2 separate regions of the Danio rerio genome follow, and region 1 is linked to region 2. The links are chromatin contacts, called in public Micro-C maps. All regions are on one chromosome and are shown on one strand. Each heading gives the region's core, a stretch centred on a gene start, on an enhancer-like site or on the middle of the called end of the contact. The rest is flanking DNA. Distances are from core to core; before and after follow the strand shown.

What was found. A called contact is a pair of places that touch in the nucleus more often than the background predicts.
Region 1: a Micro-C map of caudal fin shows a contact between it and region 2, with 4 times the contacts expected there. The contact joins two enhancer-like sites. A contact is called at or near these places in 2 of 18 Hi-C or Micro-C datasets (caudal fin and embryo).

The regions. Positions count from the first base shown.
Region 1 is chr23:9,924,387-9,930,852 of GRCz12tu, forward strand. It overlaps mapre1b (microtubule-associated protein, RP/EB family, member 1b), which reads right to left. Exons shown (of 7, transcript NM_213640.1): 7 at 5,770-6,466. Among named protein-coding and RNA genes, the nearest start is that of mapre1b, 15 kb to the right of the region's middle. Within about 2 kb of position 2,190, at least 5 of the 62 cell types and tissues checked have an H3K27ac peak or open chromatin away from gene starts, as enhancers often do. A contact at or near this core is called in caudal fin, where this site is marked.
Region 2 is chr23:9,803,593-9,810,707 of GRCz12tu, forward strand. lama5 (laminin, alpha 5) reads right to left here. Exons shown (of 80, transcript NM_001039171.1): 13 at 5,222-5,359; 14 at 2,709-2,843; 15 at 19-153. Among named protein-coding and RNA genes, the nearest start is that of lama5, 97 kb to the right of the region's middle. Within about 2 kb of position 5,204, at least 11 of the 62 cell types and tissues checked have an H3K27ac peak or open chromatin away from gene starts, as enhancers often do. A contact at or near this core is called in caudal fin, where this site is marked.

The DNA.
Region 1 (6,466 bases), core at 940-3,439, 120 kb after region 2:
GACACTATGTTGCCAAAAACACTGAATGAACCTTAATAAAATATAAATATTATAGTAATAAAAAAATATATAAAACAAAAAATGTTAAATGTTAAAATTATCCATTAAACATAAAATTATAAAAAAAACTATTAAAGCACACAAAACTACATAAATATGGGATAAAATAAATATAAAAATTCTAAATATTAATAAATACTACACAAAATAAACTATTATAAGACTGCATTGAGATTTGCAGGTAAAATTCCGGTTAAAAATTTATCTTTTTTATTAATAAGGAAGGAAATTTCATTATAGATATATCATTAAAATTTCAAACATCAAAAACAGGGGATATTTAATTATTAAAGTAACTTTACTGTGAATATTTGATCTAAAGCTTGCAATACCTCAGGAGCTCATTTATTTTTTAAGTGATTAATTTATTGCCATTTTATCAGATAATTGTTTTGCACCAAAATTTATTTTAGTGTCTGATTAAAACATTAATTATTACCTTAGTAAATACATACCATTACAGCATAATAACATGGGTGTTTTGGCATGGCTCCCCCCAAATAATATAAACCAACATATTAAAATTAGATCTGTGACCTACGATTCAGTACATTATCTAGAGAAAAATGTTACCATGAACTACAAAACATCCCACTTAACAAAGAGCATTCCAATATGGTTCCCATTTGGTTCTCATGTGGTAATAGGGTATATGCGTAAGGACTTTTAATTTATCAGTTACCTGTGTTGAGCAATTCCGATGAACTGTGTGCCATTGCAAAATCTGCACAGTTAAAATCTGTTTTCTTTAATAATCAGCGATCTCCACTGGCTGAGTGATATCTGATAAAAAGTGGGTCTTAGATTGTACAAGAAGCACTGCATTACATTACCCCATTATATTCCCCCGCCATGTCTTTAAAATATCAACATTTATTTTACCCAAGCATATTCAACGGAGCTTCTGCTCTAGCCTGCTGATTCTGACGGACATGTGCGAGTAAACGGCTTTTTGTCTCGTTTTACGGTTGAGCGACTAAGTGATTGACAAAGTCTTTTTAACTGATTGTATTGTAATTACATTAAAACATCGATGGTGTAAAAGGAACCGTGTAAAATGGGAAAAACACACATTAACCATTCACCGGAAGTTTATCAGCATGGAAAGAAACACTAGATCTGCATATCCTCTATTCTAGGATGTTCTAGGAACAGGCACTGTATGTTTTTTTTTTGGTAACCAATAACTAACCTTTCCTTTTTTGTAATACCTAAAGTGAACCTAAAAGAGAATGTTCTACTGGGGCTGGGTAATATGGCAAAAATGCAGTCTCGATAATTATTTTCCATATTGAACGATAACGATATATATTTCAATGTAAGTTATTAATGCTTCCAGATTTAAAAGAGTACCACAGCAATGACTGAAGACAGAAAAAATAGAGGGTCCACTAAATGGCATTTTCAGTGGCTGAAAATTCAGCGCATCTCTAATGTCAACAACACACTTTTAGATTTCTATTGTTGCACCTTTCGGCTGAGTGATTGGGTCTTAGATCAATATGGAGTAAAAATCCAGAGCTTATCATTGTTTTTAACATAAATTTCATCACAATTCGATATTATATCTAATTCACCTGTACCGCATGTCTTTGGATTCATGGGGAAACCAAAGCACCCGGAGGAAACCCATGCAAACATGCCAACTCCACACAGAAATGCCAACTGACCCAGCCAGGGCTCGAAGCAGCGGCCTTCTTGCTGTGAGGCGATCGTGCTACTCACTGCACCCCCATAATGCCCAACTAACCAACATACTGGGAACAAACATTTTTTTTTTTTAGCTGGGATGCAACAACGACTAAAACATAAAATAAAGATAAAAGATTGTTTTTGAAAATACATGCGAGAACAGGACATGACAGCCTGATATTCTTCCGAACCGCATTATAGCATTTCAACATTTCAAACTCAAACATGGGTTCTCAGAAGCACATCTGTTTCTGAGATGTGTGAAACTCACACTTGGTCCTACACAGTTATTACTCTTCCACACAGGGACAAGAAGAGCTGTAATCTTCAAGACTCTAATAACGGAGCAACACGAGATTCCCATGCTTCAGCTGAGCCTTCTCAAGTGACGACCACTCTAAAACAGCTGTTTACCCAAACCAGCTAACCTAGTAGAGAGAATGGAAACAGCCCTGTTAAACATGTTCGTTTACCATTTTCAGTCTCAGACTTTTCATGTAGCATAGAGTTGATTCCTACCGCCACCTAGTGGTGATTTAACACAGCACGTTCGTTTTCCCATTGGAAATTTTTAAAATAAGATTTAAACCTGTAAACGGAACAAAATCCTTTCTGAATGATCCTCAACCAAGCTTTAGTGGATTTAGAATTTTTGGGGGGGTTATTTTTCATCTGGAAAGTTCAAAGACACCTTGCTTCAGTCTCCACTTCTGCTAAATCAAGCATCCGTATAACATCTGCTGATCCATGGGTCCACAAAACTAATGAATACATAAAACTTGCTTCCAGAACTTTTCAAAGGTCTTTCCAAATCATTCATTCATTAATTTTCCTTTGGCTTAGTCCCATATTTATCGTGTTGCCACAGCGGAATGAACCGCCAACTATTCCAACATGTTTTACGCAGGATGCCCTCCCACCCGTAACTCAGTACTGGGATACACCCTCACACAATCTCAATCATACGCACACCTACACACTATGACCAATTTAGTTCATCCAATTCACCTATAGCGACTTCTGAGCATTCGGAGTAAATCCACCTGAACATGGGAAGAACATGTAAACTCCACACAGAAGCTATAACTCGTCCAGCCGGGATTCGAACCAGCGACCTTCTTGCTGTGAGGTGGCAGTGCTAACCACTCAATCAGTTTCTGCATTTACTGGTAATGTGGTCAACACAGTGATGTTCAGCAAGATTCTGTTTTCTGCATTAAAATGTGTTTTCAGAAGGTTATCTTGCAAATCCCGGCCAACTGAGGGCAAACAAATCATTCCCCTTGATAACATCCTCCAAGGTTTTCTGGTAAAAAAAAACATCAAGCTCAGGAATGAAGCTGTCAGATGTGTCTCTAAGAACTGTCTATCTGTGGCCATTGACCTTCAAAGATAATCAAGCAACCTTTTTTATAGCTTTTATGAGACATGTTCAACAAATGCATACAGTGTAACAGCTCAAGCTAATTTAAAGGGGACCTAATGCAACCCTTTTTACAACGTGTAAAATAAGTCCCTAATGTTTCTAGAGTGTGTATGTGAAGTTTTAGCTCAAAACACTCCACAAATATATTTTTTATAACTCATTGAAACTACCTCATTTATTACTTTGATGCAAATTGTGCTGTTTTTGGTGACTGTCACTTTAAATTCAAATGAGATTGTGCTCTTTTCACAAGAGAGCGGAGCTACAAATGCCTGTGGCTCTGCATAGCAGCAGATTCAAAACAGGACTTATGTTATCTCTTTGAAAAGCAAAACAAGTCAAAAGAAGTGTCTCAGAAGAAGGCAGTCTATGGAAACCACAGGGTTCATTTGTGCATCTTAAAACTCCACTTTTATAATGCTTCTATAGCTCCCGGTCACACTGCACTTTTCGCCCCATGGACTGCAATTCATGCAAATGCAGCAGACATGCGTGACAAGTTTTGCAGTTCGCTGCATTGTAAAGTTCAAGCTTGGTGAACTCTACCCTGTGAAATTGCATCAAATGACTGCGTGAGACCAGTCGAAGATCAAAACATGACCTCTCTGGACAGAAATGAAAATATGGACCAATCACTTACATTTTTAATGTTGAATCATCTTGTTTAATCCCGCTCATTTTTGCAGCGTTGTACAACAGAATTTCCCATGCACAGCCTCCAGTGTGACCGTAGCATTAAGCTGCAGTCACCCTGGGCTTTTCCTCCCATAGACTTCTATTCATACGCACGCGAATGCATCAGACCGGAAATGCAGAGTCATGCGTCAAGTTTTGCAGGTTGCTGCAGTTCAAAAATCAAGCTTGGTAAACTTTGACCTGCGAAATTGCATCACTAGACTGCGTGAGACCAATCGAGGATCTAAACGTGACCTCTCTGCTCCATATTTTAAATTTCTGTCCAAATCGCTCACTTTTTAAGTGTCTAATCATCTTGTTTAATCCCGCTCCTTTTCGCAGAGCTGTACGACAGAATTTCGCAAACTCAAACTCTGGTGTGATCACAGCTTTAGTTGCTGACATCATCCTCAGCAGGTGAAAACTAATAGCAGACGGCTGCTTCTCACTCAGAGTCTGTTTATCCTAATGAGGGAGAGATTTTCACTAATGGGCAGGGCTTTTGCCCTCAAATAACACGCACAATGGGAGAATGTCAATCAAAGTGTTTCTGCAGATTGTTCTTGAAGTGTGATTGAAAAAAAATACAATTTTCACCATTAGATGCTGACTATATTAACACACTTTTTGCCACATAATTGTTTTAATTATGTGGTTTTTGCATAACAGATCTCAATTAAGAATTGTTAATGTTTGCAAAAGCTTAACTGTTTTAACACAATTTCGCACTATGCCACACAAAACATAACACACAAAAATTATATAATTTAAAAGTATTACTAAGTGACAGTGACTTTAAATTTTCTACTACAGAAACAAGTGGAATTTTTCAACGAAAAAAAAAAAAAAAAAACCTCTTCAGAAAAAATAGATGTTTCATGATGCATCACCATCTCATGATGCAGACCAGACTCAATTACTCTGCTTGTACAACAGTTACCACACCTAAAAACACTGTTCAGATGTTGCATTTCAAGACATTTGTTAGATTTTTGTCCTCAAACTTCTTCTGAGTGCAACTCATCTAGTCAGCTATATTCTTTTGATAAGATTTTTGTCTGTCTGCAGCTGCGAAATAACAAAATAATTCAGTGTAATGATAATGAACTGTAATGCAGTCATAACCTGCCTGGAAATACTTAAAGTCATGCATTTAACTGACAATAACCGATCAGAATTGAGCAACAGTCCAGTAGTATAAAACGAGAAAATAAAGTTTGTTGACAAACTTTACGGTGACTTGAGAAAGTTTGTAGTATGAATTAACATTTTGCTAATATGATTAGTATGTTTCCAGCATGGATTGGTATGTTGTTAGCATGTTGCTAGTATGGATTGATATGTTGTTATAATATCCAATGTAAAGTTAATAGTAGTTTTATATAATGGATGTCTATGGGACAACTGTCATAGCAACTGGGTGCTGCAATTGTTGTCATGGCAACAAGGGTGCTGTAAGTGGTTGCTAGGGTGTGGCTTGTAAGCTGAAACGTCATCAGTGACTGGCAGATTGGTAGTCTGAGTTAAATGACCCCAACATTTGTATGACAGTCTGGCGCAAAGTTATGAGGTCACAAAGTTTCGTCTAATATTAGGTGAATGAGACTTCCAAATTTTTTGGGTCAGTTTTTGGAAACCCAAAATCAGATCAGTTGGAAAAGATATAGCAACTTAATTCCGTACAGTTTGAAGGATTGGAGTTAGTTTAATGGTTGTAGTATGAACAGTCTAGGAGAAGATGCGTTCTTAAAATAGTCTAAGAAGATGAAATAATAAGTTTATGTAGTACAACAGCATGTTGGCTTTCTCAAGCCACCATGATGATTACAAATGGGCACATTCAAACCAATTCTAAAAACAAGGCGTTAGGTAATTAGTAAGCCATTCCTCGTCACTAGAAAAGACACCAACAGAAAGACATGTAAATACTGTTTTATTGTAAGAAATGGACTTCAGTTAAAAATGTGGAATTCTTTAACAGCCTGCAAGTACAAAAAAACAGGGAGAGAGACAGTTTGGTCGTGGCGCGGGGGCCCACAATGTACTGAGTACCTTCGCTACAGATTGTTCTTAAAGGCCACAGAGCATTGAAAGACAGGAAGGAATGGTGAATCACTGCATTTCACAGATATTACCTGCTTCCAAACTACTTCCTTCCACATTTTTATTTGGATCCACCTCATGCCAATATTTAGCTGTCCGGCTTATGTGAAATCACAATGAACTTTTTGTCCAAAAAAATAAAATAATAATAATGCAAACTCAGAGATGCGAGTGTCACTTGTTTTCTTATTATCTCCTATTTAGAACAGATCCAGCACTGTTAAATCCACTCGAGTGCAGCAGTGTTTCCAATCCAATCAACCCAAAACAACCAACAAAAGAGGCTTTTCAGCACAAACAGGCAGGTTCTTAAGGGTCAAGGTATTTGATAGCACCAATAAAACTCTGATTGCCGGTTTTGCATGTGCTATTGACGTAGATCAAACGCAACATTGAGAACTACACACAGAAAAAGTCATAGCAATAGAGAATGACCAGTGCAGATGAAAACAATGAAGCTACACATCAGAGAAAGTTGGCACAGTGATCCCGAATCAAAATCTTTTCACC
Region 2 (7,115 bases), core at 3,954-6,453:
TAATAGTCATAGACTTACGTGTGCAGCTGGGATAAGAGTAGTATCCTGGTGCGCACTGCTGACATCTGGGGCCGCTGTAGTTTGGTCTGCAGTTACACTGATCCAACTCACTACAGCTGGAGTCCAAAGATGTGCGGGGGTCACAAGTGCACACTGGGAAATAATAGGAAATAAAAAATGTTACAGTCTATATAATACAGACGGTGATCAGAATACATGTGTATTCATTAAAATGTGTAATACATTACTGTATTGTATTCCTCAAGTTGTGGTGACCGAATGTTCCACACATAGAGCAGTAAAAGTACATTTTGATATTGTGGAGACATTTTTTAAGGAAATTGATCAATCAAACCTATTTTTCTTTTGAGGATTGGGTTTAGTGATAAGGTTGTTGTAAGGGGACCAAATACAGGATATATACAGGAATCCTAAAGGTAACTTTAATACCTTTTAAGACTTTTTAAAGAACTTCTCAGAATATTTACCTCATCGCCACTTCAAGTTCTAATCGGTATCAAACCTTTAACATAATAAACTGTTGTAGTTAAATAAATCAATGAAGCACAACCATACAACAGAACTCAGATAAGCTCAGAAGAAACAAAGCTTGAAATAATAAAGTACGCGATTGTTGTCAGCGACAGGCTTCAGCCACTGTTTAAACTCGTCTTTTTCCATCCAGGAGTACGCAAACTTACATGTTCCCATTTTGCCGTCTGTTTCGCTCTATGGTTTCACTACATGTGGAAATCGTCTTATCACCTTCCCGCATTTGTTGCAAAATAACGAGACATCACGTGCGTGGATAGAGCATGCTGTTGTTAATATTTGCCGGAAATTAAATATTTTTATGATTATTTTGGAGTCAAACACTCTGGACAATGCTTAAACAAAATTTAAGACCTCATAAAAAAGTGAATAAGACTTTTTAATATCTTTAAAGAGATTTAATTTTCTCATAATTCATTTATTAACTTTAAATATTTTTTAGGACCCTGCAGACACCCTGGAATATACAGTCTAAAAATCAATATGTCATTAAATCATTAAGTCGATAAAGATAGTTGTACAGGTGTACTGGTTTCGCTGGTTAACAGTGACAGAAACGCGTATAACGGCATGGGTTTGTCTTGTTTCTACTCCAAATATTTAAATATTCTTGAATCGAGAAGTATTTTTAAGTTAAAAATGTCTTGTTTTCAGTAATATTGTGTCAAAATTAAGTTTAACAAGCAAAATAATCTGCCAATGGGATAAATAAAATACTTGTTTTTGTTTTGAAAATTTTAAATAATATTTCTGAAAGCAAGACAACGGTTAAGAATCCTTCCGGACCATCAGATTCATTTACTGCACCTACACAGGTCTAATCACCTTCACCTGCTGCTTACGCTATATAAGCCTGCAACATTGGCTCTTTCTCAATTCCAAGAATGCAGAGAATGGACTTGCGTTCTTGTGGAAACCGGTCTTGCCAGGTGTCCTCGGAAGAACGAACTCGGGAGACCACGAAAACAGAGAATGCGTCCTATGCAAAATGAGACGCTGCGTTCTTCCTGATGGTCACGTCACCTTCACGTGTTTTTAAATGGAAGATCGTTTAAACATTACAGCATTTATACAAGGATTTCTTGTTTTTCCCCTTTCAAATACATACTGTGCATAAAAACATTATAAATATGCATTAATAAATAAATAAAACAGATTTTAATACAGATTTCAGCAAACAAACACCCTTAATGTGTTTATTACTTTATTAAGATGTTCATGGTAATGTTTATTTTTACCGTTTCATTTAGGGAAACTCCTGAGGTAAACAATTGATATCTCTGAACTTTAATAATAAATCTAAATAAAATGCTGCACTTCCAACCTCCAGTCGCAAGGACTTCGGGACTTCTAGAGCGAAATCGGTGCTCAAGTCTGCATTGGTGCATCCTCGATATCAAGAATACATCCGGGAAGTCTCTGTTCTTGCGGTCTTGAGTATTGGTACTAAACTTTGGCAGCTGATGATGACATTACACGAGGACGCATGACCGCTCAAGAATGCATATTGAGAAACAGCCTTTCACTGTCTGATCTACTTGTTAGTACCCAGACTTGTTTCTCTTCAGCTTGATAGCATTTATCTGTCATTGTATCCTGTCTGCCTGCTCAGTTTGCCTGTTATCCTGTCTGTTATCTCGTCCAGTAAATCCTGTACTGTTTACCTCCACTGACATCATAATGTTTTAAGTTCTGTTTTTTTTTATTATATTGGTATTGGTGATATTTCTGTTCTGAACAACCTCCTTTACATTGTTTAAAGTATCATTAAATATCCATTCTTTCTGTTAATCCGCCTTTGTCTTCTCTCTGATCCGTTACAACAACATTGTTTACTTGTGTAAATAAAAGTGATTTTATTTTTGGATTTTTATCAATTTTTAGATATTTGGACTGTGAGAAAAAAAAATTAAGTTAAATTTCTTGCAGTCTACAACAATGAGGTGGTTCATAAGGACACACCTTATGTCCTCATAATACAAAAGCTTAATAATCATTTATGGTCTTTTGACATTTAAAATTTGCCATGTGTTTCCTGTGAGAGTTGTGTTTAGGGGTAGAGCCATCTAATAAGCTACTTTTACTTTATAAAGTACACTACACCTATGGAGAGATCTCATAAACCACCTATACCAACAAGTATGTGTCTTTCTCACCTTGGCAATTTGGATATGAGTGGAAGCCTGACTGACACTGATCACAGCGAGGACCAGTGAACTCCGGCCTACACAAACATCGACCAGCCGGATCACACATCTCGGGTATAGATCCCACGACACTGCAACCACAATCTATAGACACACAGAGAGATGCTGATACATATGTTGATGTTTTTAAAAAATACCTGAAATGTATTCGTAATTGTTACTTAAAAAGAGTTGAATGTTGCTTTTATGAATTTGTTTTTGAACAAATGTTTTGTAAAAGATTCTGAGATTTACAGAGACTGTCAATTGTTTGAAGTCTGGAATAATCACTGTATTTAAACTAATTGATTAAGCTGAATCAAATGATTTAGTTACTTACTGATATAAGATAATTATACAGCCACTTGTTTTACTCCTGAACAAGCTGGAGTGTAGAAAATTATTTGAGTAGAACATTCAGTAGCTTATAAAGACCATCATCTGTTTCAGGCAATCTTTTTAACAAATACATTTGAGTCAATAATTCAATAGGTCACTTACAAAAGTCATTTGTTTAATTTGTAAATCAGTTAGTGTTTTTGAACAAATATTTTCAATTACTAATAAAGACACTTTTTTTTTTTAAAGAAACCTGTTGGTTACAGTTTCGAGGACTTATGAAGACATTAAACAATACAGTTAAGTGAATGATACAATGACTCATTTATAATGCTGCCTTCACACCAGATGCGGAAGAAGCATCAAGCGCGAGTGATTTACATGTTAGGTCAGGGGTGTCCAAACTCGGTCCTGGAGGGTTTGTGTCCTGCATATTTTAGTTCCAACCCGAATTAAACACACGTGAACCATATAATTAAGCTCTTTCTAGGTGTACTAGAAGCCTCCTGGCATGTGTGTTAACGAAAGTTGGAGCTAAATTGTGCAGGACACCAGCCCTGTGTTAAGTCAATGCAAAGACACGCATAGACATCCAGCAGCGCAATACAAGCGTATGAGGTGGCGCGTATGTAACAATTTACGCAAAAGAAGCGGTGCGTGTTGAGCGTTTTGCTTGATTGACACGCTTAATGCACGTATCGAATGTTTTGCGCAAAATGAGTTCGAAAATTTGAACTTCAGCGAACATTCGCGCTGCGTTAACCAAATCAGGAGCTTGTTCTTGTGGGGGCATGAGTGTGACGAAGCGCCTGTTGTTAGAGTCCCAGGGGAAAATCCTCCTGCCTACACCGACATCAAACTGGGCTCGGCTTAGTCAGAAGCACCACTGAAAGCTTTCATCATCCAGGTTAAGTTTCTGGAGGAGTTTATGAGCTCACAGAGCTGGGTGAATCTCTGAAAGTATCTAGAGAACTAACGAATCAACGCTGTTTTTCAGTCTTCACAAAGCACATAAACACAGTTATTTTCTCGATAAAATCTACGTTAGCCATTTAGCAACCAAGCTACAGTAATTGGGCAGACAGAAGCCCTGCCCATGATGCGAATCTACGTCTGTTCTGAAGTGAATTTGATGCATGGATAAAGGGAGTTTTGATGTGCGAATGAAGCGAGTAAACTCTAAATGTGCACGCGTCTAAGTACCTTAGACCCGATTTACCCGTGGGTTCCGCGTCTGGTGTAAACACCGCATTAGGACAGCCACGTGTTTTATACCTGAATCAACCAGCATTTTTAAATATAAAATTATTGTTTGAGTGAATTAATAAAAAGCTCACCTAAAAAATCAATCAGTGTTTTTGAACAGATCAATTAAGTTGAGTGAATAATTCAATGAATCACTTTTAAAGACAGTCACGTTTTAGTCCTGAGACTTGTCGACAGTAATTTGTATTTATCACTAATGTTTTAGTAAACAAATCCAATGGTAAAATATTTAGTGAATAATATCTTATGAAGATGATCAGCTTGTTTCATTCCTGAATGACTCAGCGTTCTTGAACAAATCTTTTCAATTGAGTGAATGATTCAGTAAAAACCTTTATAGATAAATGTTCCGCTCCTGAGTAAATCATGTGCTTGAACAAATTTGTGAAGTAGAAGCTACAGTTAGAGGATACTAATACAAAAGTCACTTGTTTGTTTATGAAGAAGTCATTATTTTTTAATAAATGAATTTCAGTAAATCTTGCTGGCATAGTGTTGTATACTAAAAAATCTAAGAAAAATCCCAACAAAATCCAAATGTTCAAACATTAAGAAGCACAATAGTATAAACAATGACAAGTTCTAGTGCAACTAGATTGTTTCACTTTTTGCCAATTTGACTCCAATTATATGTGCACATTATATATGCAAATGTGCAGCACATTTTACTGTCCACTGTGTTGATAAATAGCACACAAAAAGCGTATTAAGAAAGTAAATAGGCTGAATTCTGAACAAGTGCTTTCTATAAACAGAACTCTGTGTAGTAAAAGAGTCCAAGCGAATACACAGGAAACAGTTATTGTGGCTGCACTGCAAAGTTCATGGTTTGGCAGCGCTCATTGGGGATTTTGAGATTAGAGTTGGCAAGCACTCACATTGGCACAGAGGGTAGTTGAAGTAGCCTGGTGCACACTGCTCGCATGAATACCCCTGAAACCCACTCCGGCACACACACTGGCCCGTTACTGCATCACAGGAGCCATCTAGGCAACCCTGGCCTGAACACTGGCAGCCTGGGGGAAGGGAGACCAGCGAGAATGTGGGCATGTTTGCATTGCTTTTGTCTTTGGGTGGTATATTGTGCTCAAAACACTGCAACTATGCACAAGATCAACAGCAGTTCAGCAGAGAAAAAAACACTGTGTGTGTGTGTGTGTGTGTGTGTGTGTGTGTGTGTGTGTGTGTGTGTGTGTGTGTGTGTGTGTGTGTGTGTGTGTGTGTGTGTGTGTGTGTGTGTGTGTGTGTGTGTGTGTTTGCTCAGATGTCATCTGCTACAGTGGATTTAAGAGAAAACACAAGAAATGAAACAGGCAGAACAGGACAGCTGATGTGTTATTGGAACTATCTATTAGAGATTTGAACAAACATTTCTAAAAGTCACTAAAACAGACTATGGACATACTTTACTTGAAGGGGTACTTAAAAATGGGTGTTTATGAAACCTTTATAACCATGACATAACATGTTTTTCACAACTGTCATAAGGTGTCATTGACAAATTAATTTTGCTCCACTAAAAAGAAGTCATAAGTAAAATATCCATGACACAATTATGACCTTATGACAATCATGTTTATGAAATATACAGTTGAAATCAGAATTATTAGCCCCCATAAATTATTAGTGCCTCTGTTTATTTTTTTCCCCAATTTCTGTGTAATGGAGGGAAGATTGTTTCAGCACATTTCTAAACATGATAGTTTTAATAACTCATTTCTAATAACTGATGTATCTTTGCCATGATGACAGTAAATAATATTTTACTTCATATTTTTCAAGACACTTCTATACAGCTTAAAGTGACATTTAAAGGCTTAACTAGGGTAATTAGGTTAACTAGACAGGTTAGGGTAATTAGGCAAGTAATTCTATAACAATGGTTGTTCTATAGACTAACGAAAGAAAAATCAGCTTAAAGGGGCAAATCATTTTGTCCCAAAAATGGTTTTAAAAAAATTAAACACTGCTTTTATTCTAGCTGAAATAAAACAAATAAGACTTTCTCCAGAAGAAAAAAATATTATCAGACACACTGTGAAAATTTCCTTGCTCTGTTAAACATCATTTGGGAAATATTTAAAAAAATAAAATAAAATCAAAAGGGGGCTAAAAATTCTGACTTCAACTGTATATGTATTATTTATGTATTTAAGTTATGTTGTCCTAGCAATGTCAAGTTGTCATGACAAAGACATCCCTTATATTATAAAATACACAAGACTTGTCATTTATATAGTTTTGAATGGGGAAAAGTGTAACGTCAATATGGTGAATGAAGCCTACTAGTAAAGCAGACAATCATCGATTGCCATAACCTTGACATTTCTTTAGGGGAGAAGCTCAGACCAGAAGTGTGCATTTTTCGACAGTTTTTTGTGGTCAACAAACACATTGAAATCTCTGCGAATAGTTGCTTCGCAGACATAAGATTAATATCCAAATAAAGCTTGACATCTCTACTTTTAAATGAACCAATGCACTTGAAAACAAAAGTTTTCTGGTATTGTAATCTCTACGAGGGGCAACGCAGTGGCACAGCAGGTAGTGCTGTCACTTCAAAACAAAAAGGTCTCTGGTTCGAGCCTCGGCTGGGTCAGTTGGCATTTCTTTGTGGAGTTTGCATGTTCTCCCTGCTTTCGTGTGGGTTTCCTCTGAGTGCTCCGATTTCCCCCACAGTCCAAAGAAATGCGGTACAGGTGAATTGGGTAGGCTAAATTGTTCGTATGTGTATGAGTGTGAATGATTGTGTATGGATGTTTCCCAGAGATG